2 separate regions of the Arabidopsis thaliana genome follow, and region 2 is linked to region 1. Evidence: chromatin contacts called from public HiChIP or PLAC-seq data. All regions are on one chromosome and are shown on one strand. The core of a region is the stretch at or near the end of the contact, and the rest is flanking DNA. Distances in the headings are between cores, read along the strand shown.

Region 1 (5,439 bases), core at 1,197-3,696:
CTTAGGTACACCTGAAAACATTTCTCACATTAATGTTAAACCGAAAAGCAGAGCAAAAATCAGTTTGTTTTAACAAATATTTTTACCAGTAACAAAAGCTTTCTGCAATTGTCCACTCAAACCAGTCTTCCATGGACCTATACTCTTCACAGCTCTTTTCCGGAAGAAGAATATAACCGCTACTATTATCAGCATCGCTACGAAAGCAGCAACACCGATCACAACATACAACCAAACGTCCTTAAACCCTTTCGATTTTTCTTCGAATTTCCTCGGTGGATCACTAGCGATGGTGTTGTTGGTAGGTAGAGGAGGAGGAGAAGAAGGAGGGATCAATGGAGGTATTCTCTTCTTTGCATTAGTTAATGCTGGAAACGACCCGCTGCTTCGAGGAAACACTATAGTTATAATCTCAGGAGAAGGACTGGGCGTATCAGGCGCAGGCATAGCCGCTAAATTGCTTGTTTCCTCGAGTAACTCACGTCTTTTGAAGATACTAGTTTCGTTCTCACCTGCATAAAAAACAAAGGTATAAGATTGACAGTTATGAGTTTTGTGTGTTTCCAATTGCAGAGCTTGGAGTAGTAATCTTTTAGCCTTACTTGGGTGATAATTCACTACATAATTCTTCCCATGAGATTCTCTTCGCACCCTGTAGATACATAAAACATAGAAAATCAGTAACACATGAGGATTAAAACATACAAATCAGACCAAAAGTATTGAGAGATAAAAGAAAATGCTTTCATGTAATGTCTTGAAGTTGCTCTAATCCGCAATACGAATGCCTTTGCCTTGTTTCTTGTTATTAAACTTCTCCTTGAAACACTGTAAAAAAAATTCAAATTAAAAACAAGTTAACTCAAAGAAAAGTTTTCTCCATCCAAGGACTAAAACTTTTATTACCAGTATCCAAGTTTTCTATTGACACAGTCGAGGACATCAGCGGAAACCGAAGATAGCTCTCGATTCTTGTTCATCTGGACTTTATACAGCGATTGAAGTCTCAGGAACTTTACGGTCATAAAACCCGCAAATTTGTTACCAGAAAGCAACCTGGATCCACCAAAAAACAGAACAGTTTGTATCAACACATTGTTTTGGATTAAATCAAAAGCACTACTACAAGCCTTTAAAACTCACAAGTTTTCTGGTGTCAACACTTTATTTAGCTCGGGTGGAACTACTCCGTTTAAGTTATTATCTCGCAAATCCAAGAACTCTAATTTCGCGAAACTCGCAAATTCGTTTGGAATGTCACCAGAGAGTTTGTTCTTGGATAGTATTCTACAAGAAAATAAACAAGAATTGGTTTTAGTTTTTCTTATTCTTTCAAGAAACAGAGCAAAAATTTTAGTTGAAACAAACTTACAGAGATCTTAATTCACTCAATTGACTAAGCTCCGGAGCTAAAGTTCCTCCCAAAGAACAACCACTAAGATTCCTACAAAACAAAACCAATACACTCATTAGGTCTTGCAACAAGAATCACAAAGACAACAAAAGAAAACATTACTTACAGCATCTGCACTTTATTGTCGACACACGTAACACCAAACCAAGAACAGAAATGATCATGATCAGAAACATTCCAATTTGCAAGAGTTCCATGAGGATCAGAATCAACTCTTGCCCGGAATTTCAACAATACAAATCCTACAAACATTCAATAATACGTAATTCAAAAACCCTTTAAACAAAAACATTCAAAAGAACACAATGATAGAGATTTCAAAGTTGTTCACCTTCGGATTCGAGGGACAACGAAGAACGAGATTGAAGAGTAATGATCAAGAACATGAAGCAAGAGAATTGGAACCCAATTGGATTCCATCGACAACCCATTTTAGGTATACACCAATGCTATACAAAATCGCCAGATTTTTTCCTAAATGAACGAATATAAAAATACAAACTTCACAGAATCCTTGGTAGGAGAAGAACGACGAGGTTGATGATTGAACATTCAGGGTCTCTCATTGTTTCCAGTTTTGCAAACTCATAAAACCCTAAAAACAATGTTCATGTCCTAATGAGTCAACAACTCGTACGTTAATTCTCTTCTTCTTGTTAATCCTGGAAAAAAACAAATGCCAACAAGAAACAAACAAACATATATCAAAACTTTAACAACAAATGTATACCAATAATAATTAAACCAAAAAAATAAAGAATAAGAATAACCCTCTTGAAGAAGCAATATGAAGAAAACATGGAACCCACCAAACAAAAAAAAACATTTGTTTTCTCTTGATAAATGAAGAACATTGCAAAATAATTACCTCAAAGAAGAAACTTCTTCACCAAGAATTGGGTATAGGGTTTGAGAAATGAAAAATTAAATATAAAAAAAATCCCCAGAAAATAGAAAATGATTATAAAAAAACTTTTAAAAAGATAGAATTTCTGTTTAAAAACAAATATTGGATTGATATTTTCTGATTTCTTGTAGAACTTGCCCTTATTTTTACAGGATGATGATGATGAAGATGATGATCTCAGAGTTTTCTCTCTTCGACCATCTTTGGTCTCTCCAGGGCCAAAGGGTGGTGGGTTCTCTCTCCTTCCTCTCTCCTTCCTCTCTCTTTCCTTTTTCTTCCTCTTCTCTCTCTCTTTCTCTTGTCGAATCTTTTTTTCCTATTTTTTAATTCTTTTTTAACAATTTTTCCCCCACAAAACTGTCTCTGTTTTTTTATTTTTTTAAAAAAATATCCTATCAATGAGTAAGACCCTATTAACTTCCTTTAGATTTTCCATAATTATAGAAATGTTTGTATTCGCATAAATTAAACTATTAAAAAAACTAAGAAAATAAACAAGAAATTAGTTCATTATTTCGTCTTTTATTCCTTCCGTTGTTAAATAACGTGAACATATATATGGCGCGAAAGATTAGTAAAAAATTAATTAAGATATTTAACATTAATTCTAAATTAGAGTTGACTTGGAGCTGCGATGCCAATATACGACCGTTAAATATTACTTAGTGTGATGATCAACGGTGCTGTTTAGTGACGTGGCGAATATAATAAGGGAGGGAGGTTACATGAGATTATTATTAGTTTTCGAGTCATGTGCTCTATACAGTAGTAGTACATGTCACCCACTACTTTATATTTTAATCAATTTTTAATTGTGTAGTCAACCTTAATTAGTTTTTCCATATAATTATTGATTTGTTTATGAATTTTTTTTTTTTTTCTATATTGGTGTTATTAGTTGATGCTTCATCTAATATATGATTTAGACTTCTTTTTTTTTATAAATGAAAATTGTGGGCATTTGTTGGGCTTATTTAAAAAATATGATTTGATGTACTCTTAGTTGGGCTTTAATCTAAATAGAAGCCTAAATCATTCATAATTCATATCAGATTAGGTGAATACCCACATTATCTGTGGGTTTTTGTTTTGAAATTTGCTATATAAAAAATATTTTTATGGTTTTTGTTGTAATTTATGTGTGTTATTATGTAAATAATAAAGTCATATTCATTTTATATAGTTATGGTTTTTATAATTAGATTCATCTTTAACTCGAAATATCAATTATATGTTTTTTAAATATAATTATTTATATACCTAAGATCCTAGTATTTTTAATTATCATGAATTCATACAATAACTATATATGATGCATTGATACAATCGTATTTACTTATAATGTGGTTTGAAACTTGTCTAACTTGATTTTAAACAAACAATTTTTTTTATGTATTTTCTCTCCTCATCTACTATTTCAACTACATTATGATAGTAATTTAAGTACTCATTTTAAATCTTTCTTCTTCCATATAGTCATATAAGAGAGAGTTTTGTGTCTTGAATATTTTTAGTATGTCTAACATTTTAAAATGTCATTACATGAAAACATTTGCATGTCAATATGACCAATTTACCATAAGACACATAAATGAAAAGAAAGAAGACAATATGGTAAGTCATATTCATAAAACGTAATGATAAAAAAGATTCAAAAGAAAATTATTAAATTAATAAAAGATTAAGTAGCAAACATCTAACTTACAACACAATTAACCTTTTTAGGCATTATCGAGTAATGACTATTGATATAGAAACATTTAACGAAACAAGAAGAGTATAATAATAGTAATGATTGATACATTACCATGATTTTGTTTGTTTGTAAAAAATTAGCTAAGAATGAGATTAATAGAGGATTTAACAAAATAAATTTTTTATTTCTTTCAATTAAATTTTCTAATCTTTTAATTTAAATAATGTAGAAAGACACATATCATTTTTTTGTGATGATGATGTGACATCCAATAACATTAACATAATATCAATAACATTATATATTTATAATGATGTAAATTTATTAACATGAAATAATTTTAAAGGAATTCGTTCTAAATATTTAAACGAATACAATTTTCTCATACCAAATGTTTGGATCAAACACAATTTCTAAAACTGTCCGGATTGATGTTGATATTGTGTGAAAATAATGTGGCTATTTCAAACCTAACCCGATCCGGTCCGACACAGAATTTATCCGACATCATGATCTCATGTACAAAATACATATATGTGTACTAATAGATATTTATGTACCGGAAAAAAGGAAACTCTGTATGGAGTAAAAACGATTCCGGTTTTCAGAATTTGTGTTGACGAGTAGGATGAACAACAATAAGCCCCTGCACAATTGAACGTCATCCAAATTTATTGAAACCAAACATACCAAAAAGAGAAAGATTCTTAAGAGATTTCTTGAAACTCGGACCGATTAATACATACCTCTGAATAGCGAACATGATCATGGTGTGAATACGATGTTTTCACAATCGTCTCCCATTTTTTAGACTGAGAGTCAGTCTTTTTCTCCATATTCTTCTTAAAACGGGCTGCTTGACCGGAGACGACTACGGCGAATTGACCAGAGACGACGGAGGAGGTGGTCGAGCTTCTCGGAAGTGTCCGGCAAAGCCAAGACTCTGAAGGAGTTTTAGGCAATGGAGGTTGAGAAACAGAGAGATTCTCTGACCTGTTTTTGTTTCTGTTGCTCCTTCTCTTTACTTCTTCCACAAGAAACCTAATCTCTTGTCTCTGATTCTGATCGGTTGTTTGTTGCAACCTCGAATGATTTCTCGGGATCTGGAGTGTTTCTCTGGATTTAGGTAGAGAAATCCTGGAAATATCGTTTGAAAATCTTGGCGTTGCATCGATTTCTTGAGACTTACTCATAACCTTGCTTGATTTGAAGATTCTCGGTGATGTTGATTTCGTTTTGTAAACAGAATCTATCGATTTAGGGTTTATGATATTTTCCGATTTTACTCCAACATCCTGACATGTCTTGATCCGAGAGAGAACCGGGGTAAGAACATCCACTGAGTTCTTGGAACAGAACCATGGCAAGAACCCTAACTGACCTTTCTTGGAGTCATTTGAGTAAACTAATGCATCAATACCA
Region 2 (5,439 bases), core at 908-3,407, 43 kb after region 1:
ATTAACATTTTAAGTGTACCAAAGTTTAGTTTAATTTGTACCAAACGTTTGAACAAATTAACGTGTATATGGAAAAAAGAGAGAACAAATTAAACTTTGGTACACGTTAATTATAAGTGGGATACTATTATATTTCCCTACACTTTTATATTTTGTTTGATAAAGCTACGATAAGTTTTAAAAAATCACAAAAGATCACTGATTTAAGATGTAAGAAATAAAAACCATAAAATTCTAGGATACTAGAATAATCTTTATAAACTTTATGTAAGCCTAATTAATGTTTGTGGTATTTTTGGAACTTTATCAACATTGTGGTATCTTTGGAACCAAAAGATTAGGTTAGGTTATAATTTTGTGTTTAAGAAAAAAAAAGAATATCTACATATCCTAATTGACTACACCAAAATCTACATAGCATAAACATCCATAATTAAAAACGGATTAGGTATATGGAAAATCAGGAAATAAGAATTTTCACCTGGATAAATTGCTTGAGATTGGAAATAACGAATTGTTGATAAGCTTCGATAGTAAAAGTCTTCCTTCGTATGGGAATTGTGAAATAATTAATGACGAAATCGTTGGTTCCTGCACTTACACAAAACATAGCTTCTTCTATGTGTTTTTCCATTTCTTGTTTTCCCATTTTACCCTCCAATTTTCTCTTGTATTCTCTGAAATACTCTAGCTGAGTCGGAATGTCTATCACGTTCTGTACCATCCCCAGTGAAAGCGACAACACACCCAACAACATAATTAATTAAATTTATTCCACAAAGTATACGAATAAATTGTGTTTAGTTATTTGCAATAAATGTTCTAAAATTAGCATATTTTTTCTTTCTTAATAATTGGATAATTTGAACATGTGCGCTTTTTTTAAGAGACTAGAGTTAATTACCTAGTAGCGACTAATCTATCAACTGCAACAAATAAAATACTTTATCTGTTTTCACTCGTCAACGACTGAACGACATTCAAGTAGTAGTGATTAATTAAGTTTTTGTCTTTTGTCATTATATTTAATTTCTTCAATTATTAGTTGATTTAGACATCACATTCTAGAACCTAACCATAAATAAACATGAGGTTTTATTATGCCTTTTGGATTTAAAAATATAATATTTCAATTATTTTTTGAAATATTATGAGCCAGAAAATTAAATGATTGGTTTATTCATAACTTCATACGTCTATATATTATCCTGGAATATTGAAAAATGTAATCTTGCCGGTAAAAGAAAGAAGTATGTACTCCATAATTTGTTTTAAAATGTTGATAATTCGCGTACACCAATTATCCTCAATTTGTTGTCCTTAAGAACGTAACTTAGACCAGTTGGCAAATGAATTTAGTAATAATCATTTCAAAAAGTTTCAATCAAACCAATTATGAAACAATCATAATATTTGAGCATAAATATTTGGAAGTCCCATTAGCAGTAATATAGTTATAGTAATAATAAAATAACGATCCAGATGCATAGATATAGTTTTTTCTACGTTCTTGTTTATGCAAAAATTTAAAAACAGAGAAAAGAGATTGAGATCGGACACTAACAGTTATGGTTGGAGTGAGAGGATCATATCCAGAGCCAGCTGAAGCAAAGCTAACTCCACTTATTAACTCATTTATTCCAAGATTTGGGTCCAAATACGGTGGCACATTCTCCTTCACACCAATGTATGAAGCTGTACATAAATATATATATGATGTTTAGGTTATTAGGTTCAATATATATAGTGAATATATTTCAGTTGTATATATGAACACTAACCGATAAAATCTGTGACGAGTCGACCGTTGCAAAATCTACCGGTCGGAGTTTTGTTTCTGAAATCGAGTCCATAGGGCGGAAAATTACACTTGAATACTGTGTCAATGTAGTTGTTATTGCCCGGATCCACTGTTGAATCTCCGAACACGAGAATAGCTGAAACTGAATGTTTTCTTTTAGGTTCAGACTTTGCGGGTTCGAGTTTTGATGTTGAGGATGAGAAGGAGATGAAGAACAGGAATAGGAAGAGGATGAAGGAAACATATGAAGAAAAATGTCTGTGATGACTTCTCATTGTTGTGAAAGTTTGGAGTGGAGACAAATGAGTAGTCTGGTTGGTACCTTCAAGTGTATTAGCACATTATATACTAAGATATACAGTCATAATTAATAGGGGTTGTCTATTTCAGTTTAATTGATCGAACTCAATCAAAAGTTCATTAAAAAAAGCTGAAGTAATAGTGATTAAAAAAAACTCGACAAAGAAAATGGAATTAGATTTTTTATGCTAGAAAGAATTAGTGCTTTCCAAATTGAACCGATTAAAAACATTAACGTTAGTATTATTTAAGAAAGAATGAAACAGGATAGCTTTTTAATTTATTAGATTTTATTAATAGATAAAAAAACATAACTTCCGTCATATTAAAAAAAAAATGATGTCTAACGACAATCATGAAATGTACAAATTAATTTGTTTCAGAAAAATTTAAATCCAAAACTAATGCATCTGAACCCAAAATTATATATGCAAACACACAAAATATGTTCTATACTTACATATTTCAAAGGTGGAAAAACGAATTCAATAATCGAAGCTCAACATGAACTAGTCACATTTTTAATAAATATGATACACAAAGTACATAGTACAAATGTATAATTTAATTTTGGAAGATGTAGGCTCCCATTGGTGATATAAAGTTGTACAAATGTTTTAGCTTTTATTGGTAATTTTTAACCAAATAGTACAAAGTTGTATAAAACAATGGTACATGAAAGCTGTAAAAAAATATTGAGGATAACGTTTTTAATAATAAAAAAATTGATATCGTTTTTGTAATTTGGTTAATGTCAAAACCGTACATTCCTTATTAAAACTCTACGAAGTTACCATTCAAATCCGTAGTATTCTCTTTTATTGAACCGAGATTTTCACGAAACAAACACTAATTAATCTGCAGGAAACATTAACTTCCATCTCAAATTATTTAGGTAATGCTTTAAATGTTGTGATGCTGTATATTGTGGGTATTCATTAAATTTATGACTACATATATCTTTTTTTTTTTGTTTAAATAATTTATTTCGAGCTAACTATATATTAACGCTACTACATGACTTTATACCTAAAAATGGATCAAGTGATTTGATTATTTCATCAAGGAATCAGGCAAACAATCTTTTACAGGTATTAGGTACACATTTAATAGTGACATGGATAGCTCATAACTAGTATACGTACGGTGTTAAGATACATCTTATTTTTTCTTGTGACGCAAAATAAAACCTTTGAATAGTTAGATTCCTTGTTCGTTCGACTTTTTTTCTTTTTCTTTCATTAACATACATATAACTAAAACTATACATAATAATCATTTCACTCTACATATAATGCGGATAAACTACTTAGTTTATTTTATTATATAGCATTTTTTTTGTCAACCTGTTTTATTCGATTATACAATGGAACCAGTAATAGGGATAAAAAAAGATTTGTTGAGAGATCAAGCTAGAGTCTCGTCACTCTGATCTTATAATCAGCTAGCTCAGTGAATGGTTCAACTCTAATTTTCCTTTTGTTAATCTGATCTATCAAGGAGAAGTCGATGATTGCTCTTACAAGTTACATCTCAAGATGAGATACTTGAGGCTTATTGGGCTCTTCTTCTTTGGATACTTCTAGGTTCAAGTTGAGGCTTTTAGTGGGCTTATTTTGATAAGTTTTTATCTATTATCGACCTGAATTAGCAAACTAGTCAGTTTTCAGAACATATTTAGAAAATTAGTCATTTTACTAGTCACAATTTATAAAAAAGTCACTTTTCACTGTTTGATTTGTACATTTAGATTTGTACAATACTTTTAGTATACATATGTATATAGATATACACAGCGTACACTTACATCTGTATACTAAAAGTGTTGTACAAATTTAAATGTACAAATCAAACAGTGAAAAGTGACTACTTTGCAAATTGTGAATAGTAAAATAACTAGTTTTCTAAATATGTTTGAAAAATTGACTATTTTTTCATTTATCCCATTTTAAAATGTATGAACAGTACAATATTATTAATATTATGCTCTATTTTAAATCAATGGAAAATTTTATATAAAAAATGCATAATGAGGAAGAGACACACAAATTCAATTGTTAGGAAAGAAAGACTTTCACTACATTAGTGCTCCTAAACTTTTGCTCTACGCAGTATAACCTCTAATTTACTGGTAACTTATATTTGAAGTGATTTACGTATGATACTACTTGAAGCACCAAACTGTACTTCTATAAACTCAGGTAACAGTAGCTACGTTATTATAATAATAATAAAAAATGTTATAATAAGGTTTTAAAGAAAGTAAATATCAACATTATATATGGGGACATACATTGATTCAGTTTTTGATAAATAGTGTAATTTGTATTTGAGTTAAAAAATTTGCCTTTATTTATATATTCCCCTCGAAGAAAAACTTTATTTACGTCCCAAAAAAGTATTTTTGGATTCGCCATGAATGTTTGATCATTCATATTTCAGAAAGTATTATAAATCATCGTATATCTGCATGAGAGTTTCATGCATAATACTCTTTAAAAGAAAATTGTTGGATAACGTAAAACAAAAGTGTTGGATGACGTCAAAAAAACTGTGAGGTGACGAAGAAGACAGATGGAAATTGTATTTTTGAACACACTAAAAAAATCGTAATATGTAAGCCAATTCATGTCATTATTGAATGTTGTTAAAATGAATCAAATAAGGCAAAACATAAAATATTGAAGAAAAAGATTTTATAAGAAAATGTAAAAACACTAGAGAAAGTAAGATGAGAGTTCCTTCTCCAACACTTAAAAACCCACTCACAACCAACACCAAACGGCTACATCACTTTCGGTGACCGCATGATCTTGCACTTGAAGTTAAAGAAATACTCAATTCCTAATCATTTTAACTCATTAATTTAATTAAACTAAAAATATCAAACCAATATATGAAAGGCAAAAGGTGAACAATATTTCAGCTTTTTGGTAAAATTTGTTTCGATTCTGCTAAATATCATTTTGCTTTGGACCTGGTTAGAAAAGTCAGATCAAATTTGGAAAGAAATACAAATTAGTGAGTACATGTAATAATAAAATTTAACTATTTTCAATACATGATTTTAATATTTGTATTTATTTAAGAAGATTATAATTCAATTGTTTCAGTGAGGAGTTGTTTGGTTTACTCGGTTTATTATATATGATGATATACAAAACCAGTTCTTTAATTTGGTATTTGTTTCAGTATGTTTGCTTCAAATTTCCTTCCCTTACGAATAAGCAACTAATAATGATCAATGAAAGTTGTAACAGAGACATCCTCCTTACCAATAAACAACTATAATCATCACAAAAGCTTCTTAAGAACCTTCCACCACTTCTCTTCTCTTC

What was found. HiChIP or PLAC-seq counts read pairs in DNA pulled down with a chosen protein or histone mark.
Region 2: a contact with region 1 is called in an H3K9ac HiChIP or PLAC-seq map of seedling, with 2.1 times the contacts expected there. The contact joins the promoter of AT5G45960 here to the promoter of AT5G45840 in region 1. A contact is called at or near these places in 11 of 26 Hi-C or Micro-C datasets (flower, leaf, root and 3 more), 2 of 2 datasets of contacts at active chromatin or transcription factors (seedling and shoot) and 2 of 3 other capture datasets (root and seedling).

What each region holds. Positions count from the first base shown.
Region 1 is chr5:18,595,377-18,600,815 of TAIR10.1, forward strand. AT5G45840 (Leucine-rich repeat protein kinase family protein) reads right to left here and starts at 2,447. Exons shown (of 14, transcript NM_001344646.1): 1 at 2,283-2,447; 2 at 1,746-2,076; 3 at 1,521-1,656; 4 at 1,373-1,444; 5 at 1,144-1,287; 6 at 907-1,056; 7 at 715-828; 8 at 603-652; 9 at 87-512; 10 at 1-11. The coding sequence starts at 1,845. AT5G45850 (hypothetical protein (DUF688)) reads right to left here. Exons shown (of 2, transcript NM_123953.4): 1 at 4,764-5,439; 2 at 4,370-4,663. The coding sequence ends at 4,622.
Region 2 is chr5:18,638,244-18,643,682 of TAIR10.1, forward strand. AT5G45960 (GDSL-like Lipase/Acylhydrolase superfamily protein) reads right to left here and starts at 2,158. Exons shown (of 5, transcript NM_123964.4): 1 at 1,782-2,158; 2 at 1,565-1,695; 3 at 482-715. The coding sequence starts at 2,076. It overlaps RAC2 (RAC-like 2), which reads left to right and starts at 5,297. Exons shown (of 7, transcript NM_123965.2): 1 at 5,297-5,439.